Linked DNA regions of Zea mays: region 1 is linked to region 2. Evidence: chromatin contacts called from public Hi-C data. All regions are on one chromosome and are shown on one strand. The core of a region is the stretch at or near the end of the contact, and the rest is flanking DNA. Distances in the headings are between cores, read along the strand shown. Region 1 holds the start of LOC100277503. Region 2 holds the start of LOC541665 (ubiquitin conjugating enzyme).

Region 1 (3,528 bases), core at 718-3,217, 190 kb after region 2:
TCGACTACTATTTTAAGACAAATGAGTATATATTAGTAGGACATGTAGTAAAATAGGTGTTATGGGGGCGACCGAGGCTGCAGCCTCGGCAGCCCCCCTCTTAGATCCGCCCCTGGACCCAGGTGCCGGACATCGTTCTCCTCGGGCTCGTCAAGCGCGGCATCGGCCAGATCGATGTGCCGCGTCATCATCGGCGTCGTCGATGTCAATGTTCGGCGCCGGGAGTGCCACAACGAAGCCAAGCTGTGAAGTGACGTCATCTCGACGATCGTGCATACGACATGTTCGTGGAACATCGACATTGTACTATACAACGTGTACTATAACTTTTTCCTTAGGCCATCTTCAGCGAATTTCAAACTTTAATTTGTAAACAATTTCATCTCTACAGTTATACCCCTTTATTTTATACTATACACCGAAAACACTCTTAGATCTTTTTTAGTTGCACATGGATCAAAGTGAATTCAGAGATTAAATCTCTTATTCGATTTTTAAAGGATTTTATCACTAGATTCCCTTCAATCCCTCCCAAACAGACCAAAGAATAATTGCTGGTCCCCTTCAATTCCTCCCAAACAGACCAAAAAATAATTGCTTTGGTGGATAGCAGTGTGTTCCCTATGGACAGGGGCGGACCCATGTTGGTCTCAGCGAGGGCACAGGCCCCGGCTCAAAATTTGTTAACTATAGTTAGTAGACAATTTTTCACCATTAGTGCCCCATCTCAAGAAAATTAGAGGCCCTCACTCATGTACATGTTCAGCTAAACTTCATATGTGGGTAGAAGTATGCCCCGACTTAGTTTTTTGGCTGGGTCCGCCCCTACCTATGGACCTCCGCATGTTCCACTCTACTATTTTTAATGTTTTTTCCCTTGCAAAAGTGCCTATGCAAATAGCACGGATAACTTGCATTTGCAGGATGACATTTTGATCTTTCTTATTGATAGATACTTTTACATTTAATATGGTGTTTTTGTTAGATTGCATATGTCTTCCCTCCATGCGCCCCATTGTATCTATAGCCAAACTTTTATATGGAGTCCAATTAGTTGCTCTTACATAAGACTCCTATGAAGTCTAATACAGTATATCTGTCGTTGCTAGTGTTTCAACTGTGGGATGTTAGATGTATTTGTGTTTGTGCAGGGACGGAGCTAGAGTTTATTACTGGAGTCTGCTGACAATATAAATTCTAGAAAGCCCAATGTAAAATATTGTTTAACCACTGTTTATAACATTGATGACATCAGTTAGAAACAATACTGGCGCTAGTGAACTTGGAGCCTTCGCCCTGGTTTGTGATATTATTATAATAGGTCTGGGCCCATCCAACTCTAAGCTTACCCATGGTTCTATCCCTATAACTATATTTAAACCATACTCTGTAAACAGTACAATTTACAATATAAAACAATGCAAAATAATTTACTGAAGTTGGACTAATATATTTTCCAACCCTATTTAGGGTTATAGTTTCCACTTCTATCAGGTTACATTTAGATAACGATCTACCTCTCTGATACGCTCGAAGATATCATATCCATGGTAGACAAATAGCCCATGTAGCAAAGTAAATTTCATAATCTTCAATTCAGAAACTAGATTATGTACCTCAACAAGAGATGGTCTTATTAGCAGAGAAAGTTTCTATGAATTTCTTTTTCTTGTGTTCTTACTGGATTCATACTTTCTAGACGAGATTATATTTTGTTTAGCCCTCCAATTCTCTGGCTTTTTGGAGCGACGAAACCATGCCCTCCATTCAAATTTCGAACCGAAACCAAAACCTTCCAAAAATGGACTGCTCCACAGTCTCCACGCCGAGCGCTCGGACAGGACCCCGAAAATTTCAAACCAGCGTAGCCAACGTTTTTCAAATCCCGCCCGCGCAGCCCGCCACTGACTGACGTTGTGTCCTCACATGTCAGAGGTTACCAGGGAGCGTCATCTTTTCCCCTGTCCATTTCCCTTCATCCATCTCCGTAATCCTGCCTTTCTCTCTCTTCTGTCTTCTCCCCTGATTCTCCAAGCCGAGCTCGAGCTTCCAAACCCTAGGCCTCACCGGGGAGCCATATCCGCCACGCCAGCGATGCCTCTCGCCGCAGCGGCTTGACGGGGCCTGCCCCCAAATCTACCTCTTCAGCGGAGAGGCGCTGCGTGGTTGCTGTGGGAGGCGCGGCGCGGGTCGGAAATGGAGCCGAGGAGGATCTCGGCGAGCCCGCGCCCGTGCAGCGTGCGGCGGGTGGTGGCCAGGAAGAGGCCGAGGCAGGAGGCGGTGGTGAGCAGCGTGCGGAAGCTGCAGCGCCGGGAGATCAGCTCACGCCGCGACCGCGCCTTCGCCATGAGCGCCGCACAGGAGCGCTTTCGCAACATACATCTGCAGGTTTGCCCCTAGTCCAGTTACCACTATGTCAGCATCACTTAGATCCTTTTCGTATGCCTTCGTGTCGTGGTCAGCCGCCATTCTTGGTATGAGGAATTACGGGTCGGGGGGTGCTCATTGGCCTAGTTTAGAGAGAGCTGGCCGATTTACTTGAGATCTGTGTAGCATGCTTTTGAATTCTTGTTGGTTATGTACTGTGAGTGTAGCTCAGTGCTGAACGGCGTGCCCGATGAGTGGTAAAGATTGTCTGATACGTGTCGTGTGGCTTATAAAGCAATGCCTGTTTGAGGACTGGCCAAATTTAATCTTCGGCTGTGCAATCCGTCAAGCCTCCTTTTGCCTTACCTGCTTAGTTATTTGCACAGTTCTGGTGTGTTCGGTCTGGTGCACTTTTTTATTTGCGGGATATTTACTTGTTCAAGGAAGAAGAGGGCATTGCGTGCTTAAATGCTGATGTTTGGGATTTGTCGAAACCTGATAATCTAGGATTGTTTGAATCTGCCTATTCCCTATAGGCTATAGCAAATGCCAGTTACAATTTTCTGCTGTTGTCTCTATGCTGCCAAGTTGGGTCTGTGCTACACATGCTGGAATCAGCTGCTAACCAAATAACTGATTGCCATCTCTGTGATACTTGATGTCTTTGTTCTGTAGTAAGAATTTCACCAATTAACTGATTGTCACCTCTGTGACACTTGATGTCTTTATTCTGTAGTATGAATTTGCCAATCTTGTCTTGTATCTCTGAGTATGGATTTAGTACTTCTTATTCTGCATTCAAAGAAGAGAAACGACACCTTCCTAGTTTGGATAACTAGGCTTGTGTTATCGTTCACACTCCAATGTTCAAACACAAGCACTCTGCCAGGAAATCACTGTATTAGAGCTACAATCTTCGTAATATCTGTATTTTTGTCACTGTTTGCGCAGCAATGAATTTACCTCAAGTTCTGTTTTTCTTTTGTAATATCAGTTGACTGCACTCTAACTTTCTGATAAAGCATCTTTTTCTGTCAATTGTAGGAAGAGTTTGACACTCATGATCCAAAGGAGAACACTTTGCTACTCCCTTACTTGAGGAAAAGGTCAAAAATTATTGAGATAGTCGCAGCGCGTGATATAGTCTTTGCTTTATCACAG
Region 2 (3,246 bases), core at 728-3,227:
CATATAAATTTTTACCCAAAAGAAACATATACTTATCAAAGGTAGACACATTCGGGCTATGCAAGACTATAAAGCTTGGAATGGTGCATAATACACAATAACTGAAATGAATAATAAAAGATAGAATTTGTAAACAAAATAAACCCCTCTTAAGCTCTAACCTTTGGAGGTTTGAAGGGGTAATCTGGCGGGAAATGAATGTTCACTAAAAAAACACCACCAGCATAGGGACTGTCAGGTGGTCCCATAATTGTTGCTTGCCAATGAAACATGTCCTCACCAGCAGGACCTGAACATTGTACAGATGAAATTTGCAGTTCATGAGTGAAAGAAAGGCAATGGGAGGAGGACAAAAATATGAGCATGTGAAGACTATATATTACAGTCAAGATGACATGAACTACGACCAGTGGGGTATGCAAGTCTGGAGGCATTGGACATCCACAGTTCCAGTAATAACTCATCGTCGTACCTGCACTGCATGATGTGGGGGGGTCCTTCTGCAGGTCCTTCAGCTCCTTGAGGATGCGCTTAGACGCCATGACAAACTCCTGTATTTTCATATACATTCAAAGATGGGTTAGACAATGAAACACATAGTAAAAAAGACTGTAGTCAGCCATATCTATTTGTATATTTGGAAGAAAGGGTGTAAACGAGGAACAACAGATTTGAAAGTTTGTTGTGTGCAGAGAACTCAGCAAACTGGCCTCACAAGAAACAAGAAGCAAATGTCAAGCCCATTAATTAAATCAGATGAAACAAGGTGTTACATGACAGTCCTGGTATCATACATTTTAACATATATGGCTGATTCAAACTGCAGTTTTCAGTTTATGATGTCAATCAACTACTCTAGACAGACAACTTTTCAGTTTTCACATTAGTTCAATATACTTGGATGGTTGTGCAGCTAGTGCCTAAGCTTGAACAATGGGTTTCGTGCTCTCATGCTTGCTAAGATTTGCATGCTTGATCATTTTGGCATAATATCACTTGGCAGCCAAGTCCAACATGAAGGCCAATCAACATTAGGCACCATCCAATGATTAAGTCAGGTTCGGCTCAATTATCACTCTTAATGCACTTAGATCTCAACCAAATATCATATTCAATCACAAACTCGTGATGATTTAACATTACATTTGATACTTTAGCTAAGTGATATGATGATCTAGCATGCAAATCTAGCAACTTTAGGTAGCAGATAACCTAATTTTCTGTTAAAAAAAAGACATAATGCCTCACAGGTCACAGTTGGTTTTACGTAAATCTCCACCCCGTATGCAGACAGATGATGAAGTGCCCCAACACCCATGCAGATAGCCAAATACTCTTAACCGATCATGTTTCAGAAATATGCACGACCTAAGCACCAACAGCTAACAACAGAACAAGCTAAGCCTGCCCATGATGAGTCGCTTCACAACCGGTGCCGTTGTGAAATGGGTACGTCAGCTCGGGGTCATCTCAGAGATCAGCCCGAACCATCGAGCGAATTCGTCACAGTCTGCACGAGCGTGAACGATTCTTTACAGTCCCCTACACGGTAAGCAATGTTTACAGCAACTTCACCTATCTATTCAACGACAAATATCCCACGGAAACAGCACAAGGATCGCCTAGCGCCGAAGCAGCCACGCACCAAATCCGACCCCAACAGCCGACAAGCTCCACCGTGAAATCGCAAGCTACAAGCCGCGACACCGCCGCCGCGCGCCTTCAAGGCGAACTAAACCACCAGATCTACCCGAGACAGCCGCACGCACCAACCGAAGCGAAGAGGGGGGGACACACACGCTAAAATACTCGACGGAAAACACACGAGGCGATGGGGACGGATCCGGATCGGTAGGGGCTGGGGTTCACCCGCGCCGATCTGGCCGGAGCGGAGGCCGGGAAAAATTCACCCAGAAAATCACGCGGACACGGCTTCTTTCTTCTCACCTTTTTGCAGGCAGGCAGGCAGGCAGGCAGCAGACGAGAGGTTGGGGAACGGGGACGCCGAGAGGAGAGAGACGTCTTCTCTCTCTTCTTCCGCCCCGGGTCCCTCGCTCGCTTGTGGTGCGAGACGGGTTTCAACTTTCAAAGCGGGTCCGAGTCGGCTTTTATCCATTTTCTCTGCGGCAAGAGGAGTGGAACGTTCGTCCTACGTTGCCGGCCGGGTCCGAGTGTCTGGTTTGCATTGCTCGACTTCCCGCAGTTGACTTGGGCTTAGGGATGAAAACGGACGGAAAAAATCCCGTCCCGACCCGCCCCATTTTCCACATTTAACCCGCCCGTTTTCGGATTTCCGGAAAAGTACGGGTTCGGGACGGGTTACGGGTTGGCCGTCGACGGGAGCGGGACGGAAACGGGAAATGCTATTTTCCGTTCGGATTGTCGGGATCCCGTATTCGGTCGGGATATTTCCATATTTATTCCGGATTTAACCCGAAGCGGAGTCACAAGTAAAGGCCTAAATCTACCAAGCCCAACCCAACATCCCAACAGCCCAACAGGATACAGCCTACAGGCTTGGGCTCCACGCGACGCGACCACGCTACTCCTGCACGGCTGCACTCGGTCAGACGATGCAAATTGCTAAAGTCCATGCGACCATGCTAATTGCTAATTGCTAAAGTGAAACCCTAAGTATTTTTTTTCTTCCAGCCATCCGTCCGTCCGCCGACAACACGAGACGTCGCGACACTCACCCGTCCGGCCGTCCGCCGACCGCCGTCCAGGCCATCCTGCTGTTCGCCGACCGCCGTCCAGGTTGTCCTGCTGTTCGCCGACCGCCGTCGAGGCCGTCCTGCTATCGCCAACACTGCTGTCCAGGCGTCCAGGCGTCGTTCTCCAGCCGTCGAAGCCGTCCCGTCGGTCCAGCCGTCCAGGCGTCGAAGACACGGCCGTCGAAGTCGTCGGTCCAGCCGTCCAGGCGTCGTTCTCCAGCCTCCAGGCTCCATCTGCCGTCTGCCGAGCCGAGTGCCGAAGACACGGCCAGTACCGCAGCCGCAGTACGTACGTGTATGTCTCTCTCGCCAAGCTCCAAATCCAATTCAGGCATCCAGCGCATTTGGTTAACTGATTGTTTGGTTAATTGTTCAATTGTTCATAGAGTGGCGTATTGGCATTTGATTGTTTGCAGTAGTTGAGACTCGATATGTCTCACTCTGGAACAGGACCCGGAGGAGGAGGAGCACGCCATTCAGACTCAATGCCTGCGGAGTCAGAGACTGGGAACAACAACCTAGGTTTGGAAAG

The links. A called contact is a pair of places that touch in the nucleus more often than the background predicts.
Region 1: a Hi-C map of ear shows a contact between it and region 2, with 1.7 times the contacts expected there. The contact joins the promoter of LOC100277503 here to the promoter of LOC541665 in region 2. A contact is called at or near these places in 2 of 25 Hi-C or Micro-C datasets (ear and endosperm).

The regions. Positions count from the first base shown.
Region 1 is chr8:121,974,860-121,978,387 of Zm-B73-REFERENCE-NAM-5.0, forward strand. It overlaps LOC100277503, which reads left to right and starts at 1,968. Exons shown (of 8, transcript NM_001151039.2): 1 at 1,968-2,388; 2 at 3,412-3,528. The coding sequence starts at 2,197.
Region 2 is chr8:121,782,627-121,785,872 of Zm-B73-REFERENCE-NAM-5.0, forward strand. LOC541665 (ubiquitin conjugating enzyme) reads right to left here and starts at 1,978. Exons shown (of 5, transcript NM_001111418.1): 1 at 1,948-1,978; 2 at 473-551; 3 at 162-289. The coding sequence starts at 542.